Linked DNA regions of Mus musculus: region 2 is linked to region 1. A link is a contact called in public Hi-C data. All regions are on one chromosome and are shown on one strand. Each heading gives the region's core, a stretch centred on a gene start, on an enhancer-like site or on the middle of the called end of the contact. The rest is flanking DNA. Distances are from core to core; before and after follow the strand shown. Region 1 has its middle 140 kb from the start of Gm39049. Region 2 has its middle 27 kb from the start of Tenm4.

Region 1 (4,677 bases), core at 532-3,031:
CTCATCTAGAGAGCTTGGGTTGTCCAATGTCCCCAAGTTCCTCAAATGCACCACGCAGATGCTCTGCTTTTTGATGTTCAGAATCTGGAGGTAGTGGAGGTTCAAACGGGCATGGCGGGTGGCGCCGGCGTTGGCTGTGACATGTAGGCCTCGGCGGCCGCAGGTTAAAATCAGTTCACTCCAGCACGGGTTCCCGACCCAGGCAGAGGGCCCGGGACGCCGTCCGGGGCACCAAGCCCGCGGCTGCGCGACCTCTGAACGCCCTCTCTGTGTTTTCATGATGGTAGCACTGCTAGGTAGGACATTAGAGGGGTGTGCTAGAGGGTACACCCTATGCAGTGTTTCATGTTACAGACGTAAGCAGAATTGCCTTTCCCCGAGATATGTGCTTCTATTCTTGAGGCTTCAGTTGGTTGAGTGAGCCCGCTCACATGATCAAGGCTAGTGGCCTTGGCTGACCATCAATCTGTTCTAAATGTTGACTATATCTACAAAACCCCTCCTCTGGTTAGACCCATCCTGCAAGCTTCCACACAGTCAGTTGGCGTGTGGTCGCCAGGCCCTAAGAAAGAGCTATGTTCACTGTGACCTCTACAGACTTGGGTAAGCCAAACCCTGAGGCAGTGTTTATAAGCACAGTTTAGCCTCAGTTCCTTTCTTTCTCCCTTTTCACTGGCTGTGGTTGCCCTGAGCTCTGTCATTTATTTCTTTAAGTTTGGTTTTGTTTTCACATTTGGCCCACAGTTCGCACTTGTTAAGACGTAGAACCGTAGAGATATCTTAACCAGTGCCGAAAGCACAAACTTCATGTTGTAAGCAGCAAGTGAGTCCATGGATGCAGAAGCATAGAGCATTGCTGGCACATAGGAGGGACTCCATAAATGGCACATATTGTCACTATAGAAGAAATAGCTAGCAGAGTGGCTGTTCTGCTTCATGACTTAAACCCTAGATGGCCCAGTAAATTGTGGAAACAGCAGGAACTAGCAGGTCTAGCAGGAGCTCAAGGTCACAGACAAGGGCAGCACAGCCTCTTTCAGGAACTAAAGCCAGCAGTGGGAAACTGATGCAGCCACCCATTTGTAAAGATGAAACTTTGAGTAAAAAAAGATTGGAGCTCAGCACCCTAGACACTCCAGCCAGGTTGGGCTGAAGTCCCTCCAACCGTGGTGGCTTCCTGAGACAGGAATCTTAATTATTCCTTTAATGGGATAATCACAGAGTGCAGTCTGGTGCTCTGCATACAGCAGGTGCTGCTTACAGTAAATGAAAGTCCATGTAGCCAGGTGTGCTCATGTGTCTGCTGAAAGATGGCTTCAAGATACTTCTGCTGATAAAAATTTACTCTGGAGAGAGCTGAATCTGCAGTAGGTCCTTTGCCAATGACAACATCTGCAAAGGCCTCAAGGCAGGAAATAAGAGCTCTCCACAGAGTCCCCCACTCGGTCATGTCAGTTAGAGGACATACCTCCCCTCTCAGCTGGCCTAGGATGGGAAAGCTCCAAGACTGCAGGATGACTTGTGTGCCACCTCCATCCAGAGGTTTCAGCCACATCTTGAAGCAGTTTCTGATCATTTGGGGTTTGGCACTGCCAGCCCGTGGGCTTTTTGAAACCCTCATTTCCTTTCATGTGTCATCTGAACGCCCCCCAAAACCATCTTTAGCCTGTTGACTTTGCTTCTTCATTTTCACTGATGTCATCAAAACCTTCACTTGAAACATCACCAGCAACCAAAGCAGCTGTCAGCTCCTGGAGCGATGAGTCAGCCTGTCTGGGTTATGTTCCCACACTCTGCTCTGCCTCCTGGCTTTTATGGAATTGCCCAAGATCTCAACTGTAGAGGCCTGGACATAAAGCCAGTGGCAGCCACTATTTTTTTTCCAGAGGAATTCATTTTCTTTTAAAGTTTATGGTTATTATAAGAGAAAACTCAGATAAATATAGATAAATCTGAAAAAAAATCCCAGCAAGAGAGAGACATTCCTTTCAAGACATTTTCTTTGCCAAGTGAGAGTTATGGAAAAAAACACTATTGTGACTGCTCCTCTGTTTAATATGAATGAGTTCCACGGTATTTATACAGTTAGAATGCCTATAGTTATCCCCTCAGTCAGAAAAGTAATATGCATCCACTTATTGTTATGCCTCACACTGGAGCAAGCATGGTGCATGTGAGATGGAGTTGGGTAAGCTACTGTCCTCAGGAAGCCTAATACATAACAGTAGATTAGTGTGTGTCTTAGTTAGGGTTTTACTGCTGTGAACAGACACCATGGCCAAGGCAACTCTTGTTAGGTCAATGCTAAATTGGGGTTGGCTTACAAGTTCAAAGGCTCAGTCTAAAATCATCATGGCAAAAGCATGGCAGAGTCTAGAAAAGCATGGTATAGTAGGAGCTGAGAGCTCTACATCTTCATCTGAAGGCTGCTAGTAGAAGACTGACTTCCAGGCAGCTAGGATGAGGATCTTAAAGCCTACAACTCACATCTACTCTAACAAGGCCACACCTTCTAATAAATAGTACCACTCCCTGGGCTGGGCACATACAAATCACAAGGGTGGTCCTCTCCCTTCCTAATGCTATGACTCTTTAACACAGTTCCTCATGTTATGGTGACCCCCAACCATAATATTGTTTTCATTGCTACTCCATAACTGTGATTTTGCTACTGTTATGGGAATTATAATATAAACATCTGATTTGTAGGATATCTGATATGTCACCCCAAAGGGTTCATGGACCACAGGTTGAGAACTAATGCAGTAGAGACACTTAACTATATGAGTTACCGGCTTAGCAAAGGAAGCAAACATGGAGAAAGGCTGGCAGCAGACTGTCAGAGGGATGTGTGTTGGAGGAGATGACATCCGAGTGAAGGTCTGGCTTGGAAGAGGATATGAAGTGCAGGAACGTATCCAGGCACACGGATGCTGCACAGTTTGCTCAGTGCTTTCCAATGACCTCTTCAAGGTCAGTGAACATGTGGAGTTCAGTATCATTCATAGAAACAAAGATTTCCTGAAGGAACCAAGCTAAACAGCCAAGAAAAGGAAGAAATAAGAGAAGAGGTTGGCAAACTAATGGGGGAGATTAAGACGTAAGAAAATAGTGGACGGAGAAGGTGACAAAGGACAGAGGGTGATGTTACTTGTGTTCAGTAATTGTACTAATAAAGGAATGGGCAGGCAGTTAACCTCTAAGCTCTACCAGCAGAAGTTGCTATTTACTGGCCACTGTGATAGGTAATGTTGATTTCCAACATGACTGAATTAAGAAACATCTAGGTCATTAGTGAGACACACTTCTAGATCTGTGGGACAAGACAGTTCTAGGGAGGATTAGCTGAGAAGAGAAGAAGTACCCTGAAGTATATGGCTCCACCCCATGTGCTGGACACCCAGGCTGAATAGAAAGGGGGAAGGAAAACTATAGAGGAGTGCCAGAGTTCTTGTCCCTCTCTTTGGTGTGCCTAGAAGTGAGCAGGCAGCCTCCTGCTGCCTTCACTGTTAGTATAGCCTATCACTAAAATATATATAGACTATATTCTCTCACATAGTAAGCCACAGTAAATCCTTCTTAATTTGCTTTTTTGTCATTTTTTTCTTTACCTATTGGTCACAGTAATAAGAAAAGTAGTTAATTCAGTCAAGACTGGACTGCAAAAAAATGAATAGGAGTTCTTCCAATAGCCTAGCATTTACTGTGTACACAATGAATAATCTTTTTCTCCCTTAATATTGCCTTCCTCACATTGTAATACTGCTATCTAAGACACCAATGGCTAACCAGAAGTAAGTAGTCTGTTGGTTAGTAGAGCCTGTCTTGTACAGTGGTTACATGCATTTTCTCAGGTGACATGGTAAGGGCTCTGAGAAATGATCCATCTCTGTTCATTCTAATAAAAATAAAACAACGATCTCTTGTATTTTCCAAACAGACAGCACTGTGCTAAGGAGGAAATGGAGGTTAGACAGAGGGTTGTAGAGGCGGGGAAACAATTAAACAATGATCATCATTGCAACTGGAACTCATCCACAAAAGTTGGGAGTGGAGAAGAGAGGGAAAGGGGGAGGGGAAGAGGGGAAAGGGGAAGAGAAGGACAAGAAAGGGAGAGGCAGGGGACTATGAAGGGGAGAAGAGAGGTGAAGGTGTTGGGGTGGGAGTGGAGGGAGGAAGGAACTACGCAGCAAAGAAGCAGTGACGGCCACACTGCCTGGGACAAAGCTTAGGTTTGAATGTACCTCTAGCATTGCCATCAGGTGGCCTGCCCTAGTCCTGGGGTCTACAACTGTGAACTACTTTCCTCAGGGGCCAGGTTTTCCAACATTCTAGGAGATTCCAGACATTCGATCCAAAATAACGGGCACAGACCCCACGTAACATTCATGATGTTTATTGGGAAGCTGTCTCTGTTACCTGTGTTAAGTCATCAGACTTTTTTCTGAAGCCCAGAGAGGCCATTCTGGGGACTCATTGGTATCACAGAACTCACAGTGATATTATCCTGGGTTTGAATGGTGCCTTTGAAGCGTCTTTGCTCTGTGATTCTCCGTAGTAATTCCACTTCTCTGTATCTCCCTTCCCTCAGGCTGAGATCAGGATAGTATCTCATCTTGTGGTGAGGATGAAATAAGGTAATAATTGTAAAGTGTCTAATATGCCTGCAGAGACTCA
Region 2 (5,313 bases), core at 426-2,925, 230 kb after region 1:
GAAAATGAATGAGGGAGGGAGAATGAATGAATGAATGAATGAGCCGTATGGTAACCAGTTATATTATTTATAAAGCATTAATTCCATGAAAGTGCAGACAGAGGAATGGCCCCTAGGAGGGGTACGTTTTGGACATTGAAGAAATGGGATCTTATTTTAGTCTTTCTCCGTTGCAGATCCAGGAGAGAGAGAGAGAGAGAGAGAGAGAGAGAGAGAGAGAGAGAGAGAGAGAGAGAGAGAGAGAGAGAGAGAGACGGTGCTCCAGGACCTGGGACTAATCTAGGCAGTTTTCCAGTTTGGGGAAGCAGATGATCTATGTTGGCAGCAGTGAATGCTTCCAGCAAGTTAAAGAAGCATTCTTCGTGTATATTTTACACATTGTGAGATGCTCTTTGACCTAAGGATTCTTTGTTCTATTTTGCAACAGCCAGGCTAGAGATTTACAAGTCCCCCAAAGCCCTGAGTTCAAACCTCATCTCAACTATTCCTTGGCCAGCATGGTTCTCTTTGTTGTCTCCATAGCAAAAGGGTTGTTGTGAGGGTCAAATGAAGCAAAGATTATAAGGTGTTTATCACAAGGCCGGGGACACGGGAAGTGCTCAAAGAATGGCTCTAGGCATCTATTTCAGAGCCAGAAGATCTCCATAGGAACCCCAGCTCTTCTCCTCCCTGGCTGGGTAAACCTCAAAAGCTGTTTAGTATCTCAGGCCTCAGTTTCTGCATCCACAAAATGGATGAGCACTGTGCCTACCTACCAGAAGCATGGAAACTGCATGAGTTAAAATAGCCACAGCACACAGAAACCATCCTGACAGGCTATTTGTGTCACAATCACATCACATATGGTCAAGGCCACCTTTTCTGGGATTAAATTTCAGGTCAGGAAGCTTTCAGGTCAGAAATTAGCTTCTTGAGGACTCTGGCAAGTCTCACAACAAACACTAATTGAATCTCTCTCTGTGTTCCTGTCACTCTTATCTTCATATGGGATGTATGCTCCCCAGGAGTTGTCTTCTGAGAAGTTTTATCCTGAAGCTGATGTAAACAGATGCAGAGGCCCACAGTCAAACAATAGGCAGAGCACAGAGTCTTGTGGAAGAGCAGGGAATCGGACTGAAGGAACTGGAGGGGTCGAGGACACCACAAGAAGACCTACAGAGTCAACTAACCTGGGTCTATGGGGCCCTCAGTGACTGAACCACCAACCAAAGAGCATACAGGGTCTGGATAACTAAGGCAAAGGAGGGGAGGGATTCTTATCCACACTTTACTCTGCATTCTCCAAAAAGAAGCAACAAAGAGGCGGGAGTTTGTGGGGAACACAACTTTAAGGAACTCACTCACACTTCCAAAGTCCAGATTCTTCAGCCATTAATATGCAGGGCACAGGAGCTGAGGAACCCTGGTGCAATGACGTGCCTTTGAGTTGAGGACTTAGTTCAACAGTCTAGGCCCTGGTGACTGTCACCCTCTCAGCTGACTCTTGGTTCCCTAGAGAGAGGGCTATACCCATCAGCCAAGCCTAGAAGCCTTGTCTTAGAGAGAGAGAGAGAGAGAGAGAGAGAGAGAGAGAGAGAGAGAGCAACAACAAATAACTAGAGTTGAAAGTCACAGGCAGGGCCCTTGGAGCCCGGCCCTCAGTGGGCAGGCAGCCTTCCAGCTTGGCATTCTCTTCTGGCACCTCTGTGTCCAGGCACTAAAAATAACACACCCAATCTCTCTGCAGCCAACTGAGCTCCCCAGCAAGGACTTGTGCCCTTTATGGCCAGTGAACATCTGCTGCCTCCTGACTGCTGTCAACAATCAAAACAGTGTCTTATCTCAGTGGGGGCTATTACCTAGCCCAAAAGGATGCCCCTGAGGCAGCCTCTAGCTAAGTGGTCTCCCATTCAGCTGTGTGAGTGGCCAGGACCCTGCCTGCAGGAGGTTGGCCATGCAAGAGTAGAGAAACCAGGTCACAAAGAGGGATGTAACTGGAGCCAAGAGGGAGAGAATGAAGAAGGGCATAAAGTGCCTCCTTTCAAACCTAGAGCTGTCTTGAGCCAAAAGGGTGGCATGCAGAGGTGTGGGAATACTAATGAGCACAGATGTAACAGCATCCTCTTGTTGGTAGCCATATCTTCCAGACACACAAATTGAACACTGAACGCAGGCCAGGATGGTGGGCAGGGCTGGGACCTATAGGCCTCAAAGGAAAAGGTATGAGCAGTTAACTTCCCATCACTTTGAGAAAATACCTAGGATAATCCAATTAAATGGAGGAAAAGTTTATATTTTGCCTCAAGGATGCAGAAGTTTTAGTCCATGCTCACTTGACCAATTGACTTTGGAACTGAGAGCAAGCTCTACATCATGGTAGGAAGCATGTGGCACAAGAAACCACTCATCCCATGCAGCCAGGGAGGAAAGAGAAACAGAAGGGCTGGCCTCCCAGTATATCCTACAAGGGTACACTCCACCTGACCTGCCTCTTGACTCTGGTCCTTGCCACCTAAAATTTCCATTACTTTCACAACCTCCTAGTAGCAACAACAGTTGGGGACAAAGTCTTCAATGCAGAGGACTTTAACAGTGCACTCTTCCCTAATTCGTGATTCTTGCTGCTCAGTGCCAGGTGTGGACTTTTCACTCCTTCATCTTGTACTTCAGGCTTCCCAGTACATCTGATTTCTCCACTTTGCTCAGGCTGGGGTAGCTCTGTCCCACTCCGGTGTCAAAGGATGTCAGAACAAGCAAAGCTAACTGCTTGGAGACTATGCCAGGCATTGTGCAGTGTGTTTTCTATGCATTCAGTACTTCTCCCATTGCTACTGATGAAGTAAGGTGCAGACCAGCTACGCTGTTGTCTATGGCCACCTAGGAAATAACCAAGCTAGGCTTAGGCTTGGTTTTCCGGACTTGAAGGCTCTTGTTCTTGACAATTCGAATTCAAAGGCCACCTGAAGTTCATTAATCTTTGAGGGATTTTATAAAAATGGACCCCATCTGGATACCCCTTATCTATACCTGAGTCCTGTTCAGATTCTGTGAGGCCTCAGAAACTAAAATGATTCACCGTATTCAGCTTGTTCTGCCCCATCTGAACTTTAGGTTCCTACAGCTGACCAAGGAAAACCAGAGGTAGCTTTCCATCATCTTGTGTCCATGTTCTTGGTCCACTCCCAACTCATGTCTGCTAGTCAACCCAAGGTGGAAAGATCCCAGGTAGAAACATGTCTTTGAACTTTGATCTTCCCCAAAGTATGTCAGTGCTTTTGTAGCAGGCTGGTAGAGAACAGGCCTTCAGTATAACAAAGCAGTCTACAAAAAGAAACTAAAGAGGATTCCCCCAATCTTTGGGACCCTGACATATCTGACTCATAGGATCTATCTTTTGAATGTCCTTGTTCTACCAGGTCATACCCCTGACTCACTTTGTCCTTTACTTTTCCACTTGATATCACAACTTGGTGTCCTTTCAGCATAGTGGCCATCTTCCTCTGATCGCAGATCTTCAGATAGTCTTTTGTCCTTTGATAGATTGCCATCAATGGGTTAAACCACCTTCAATCCTCTTCCAAAGATGAAGAGTCAATCTGTCCCTCCCAGAAGTCATCAATGACAGTATTCAGGAGCCAAGGCTGGAGTTAGATGGCTCCCTCCAACACTATCTGCCAGATCCCAGACTCCCCATCTGGAAACGTAGAAGACTAGGTAGCTTGTCTCCCTTACACACAGAAGAAATTAAATACAACGACACAATGATAGTAGGCAGTTATAGTACCCAACTGGAAGTAAGCCTGCAAAGCCTACAATGGTGAAAGTTATGGACATAATCTTCTCCCAACTTGAAGATTTTCATTTAAAATAGGGCCTCACTAAACAGTCCATACTGTCCTTGAACTCAAGATCCTCCTTCCTCCAGCTCCCAAGTACTGAGATGATAGGTGTGCACTATCACATCTACCTCCAACCTTATACATTTCTGAGGCACTGTTTTTGTGCTTTGCTGTATCAACAGACCCATGGGGGGACCCAAAATACAGTAGACACTAGAGGAATGTGTTGAGAACAAGTACAAGAATAAAAGGGTGGATGAACAAAATAGATAAATAATAAGAGTATCCTAGACACCAGAAGGACATCGTGAATCATCCTTCATGCTTATTGGTCTGATTTCAATTTCTAGCTAATCACTATGTGTATTTTCTTGTTTTTGTGGTGCTGCCGACAGAAGAAAGTACAGTCAGTTCTGTTATCTTACCCCATATGTGTTCTGAAAAATCAATGTGCTATGCAAATTCACCCACAGGGACTGGGGTGCAGAATTTAGAAGAAAATGGAGGTAGAGCTATAACACTCTAAAATTTCTCCAGTAAAGTATAATTTAAAAAAACATACAAATCGATTCCCAGTAATAAAAGGTAACATTATTTAAACTATTTCAATGGCTAAATAGTAAACAACCATGGCACTTCATTTTGAGAAAGCCCTATAGCTTGAACCTGCTGGTAGAAAGGTGAGATAGTAGAATTATCATCTGAAATTAGGTAGATGGTTGAAAAGCCAGATGTGCACAGATGTGGTTAATAGCACACGCAATTTTTTTAACCTTTCTCATTGCTACAACAAAATACCTGGTATCTTAGATAGGGTTTTATTGCTGTGAAGTGACACCATGACCAAGGCAACTCTTATAAAAGAAAACATTTAACTGAGGATGGATTACAGTTCCCATGGTTTAGTCCATTATAATCATGGCGGGAAGCATGGTATCATACAGGCAGACTTGATGCTAATGGAGCTGAGAGTTCTACATCTTGATCCTAAGGCAGCCAGGAGGAGATTAGCTATCCACACTGGGTAGATCTTGAGTAGATTTATGAGACCTCAAAGCCAGCCTCCACAGTAATACACTTTCTGATAAGGCCACATCTACTTCAACAAGGCCATACTGCCTAATAGTGCCACTTCATGGGTCAAGCATATTCAAACCACCACATTCTATTCCCTGCTCCTCCACTCCCAATAAGATTGTTCAAACACATGAGTCTATGGGGGCTGTTCATATTCAAACCATCACACCTAGCCAGAAGAAATTTAAGAAAGGAGGTTTATGTTGGCTTATAGGTTTAGGGAGCACATCCCATCTTCTAAAGGAAAAGTGTGGCAACAGGAAGAGAGGAGAAGTTGGCTAATCATACTGCATCCACAGTGAGAAAACTGAAAACAGGCAGTGAGGCTGGGCTATAAATCTTCAAGGCCTGCTCCCAGAGACCTACTTCCTTCAGCAGGTCTCTGTCTCCCAAAGATTATACAACCTTCCAAAACAGT

What was found. A called contact is a pair of places that touch in the nucleus more often than the background predicts.
Region 2: a Hi-C map of myocytes shows a contact between it and region 1, with 1.5 times the contacts expected there. The contact joins two enhancer-like sites. A contact is called at or near these places in 3 of 484 Hi-C or Micro-C datasets (the C2C12 cell line, myocytes and nephron progenitors) and 1 of 115 datasets of contacts at active chromatin or transcription factors (astrocytes).

The regions. Positions count from the first base shown.
Region 1 is chr7:95,913,125-95,917,801 of GRCm38.p6, forward strand. It overlaps the pseudogene Gm5037. Among named protein-coding and RNA genes, the nearest start is that of Gm39049, 140 kb to the left of the region's middle. Within about 2 kb of position 1,782, at least 18 of the 459 cell types and tissues checked have an H3K27ac peak or open chromatin away from gene starts, as enhancers often do. A contact at or near this core is called in myocytes, where this site is marked.
Region 2 is chr7:96,141,671-96,146,983 of GRCm38.p6, forward strand. No RefSeq gene overlaps it. Among named protein-coding and RNA genes, the nearest start is that of Tenm4, 27 kb to the right of the region's middle. Within about 2 kb of position 1,676, at least 40 of the 459 cell types and tissues checked have an H3K27ac peak or open chromatin away from gene starts, as enhancers often do. A contact at or near this core is called in myocytes, where this site is marked.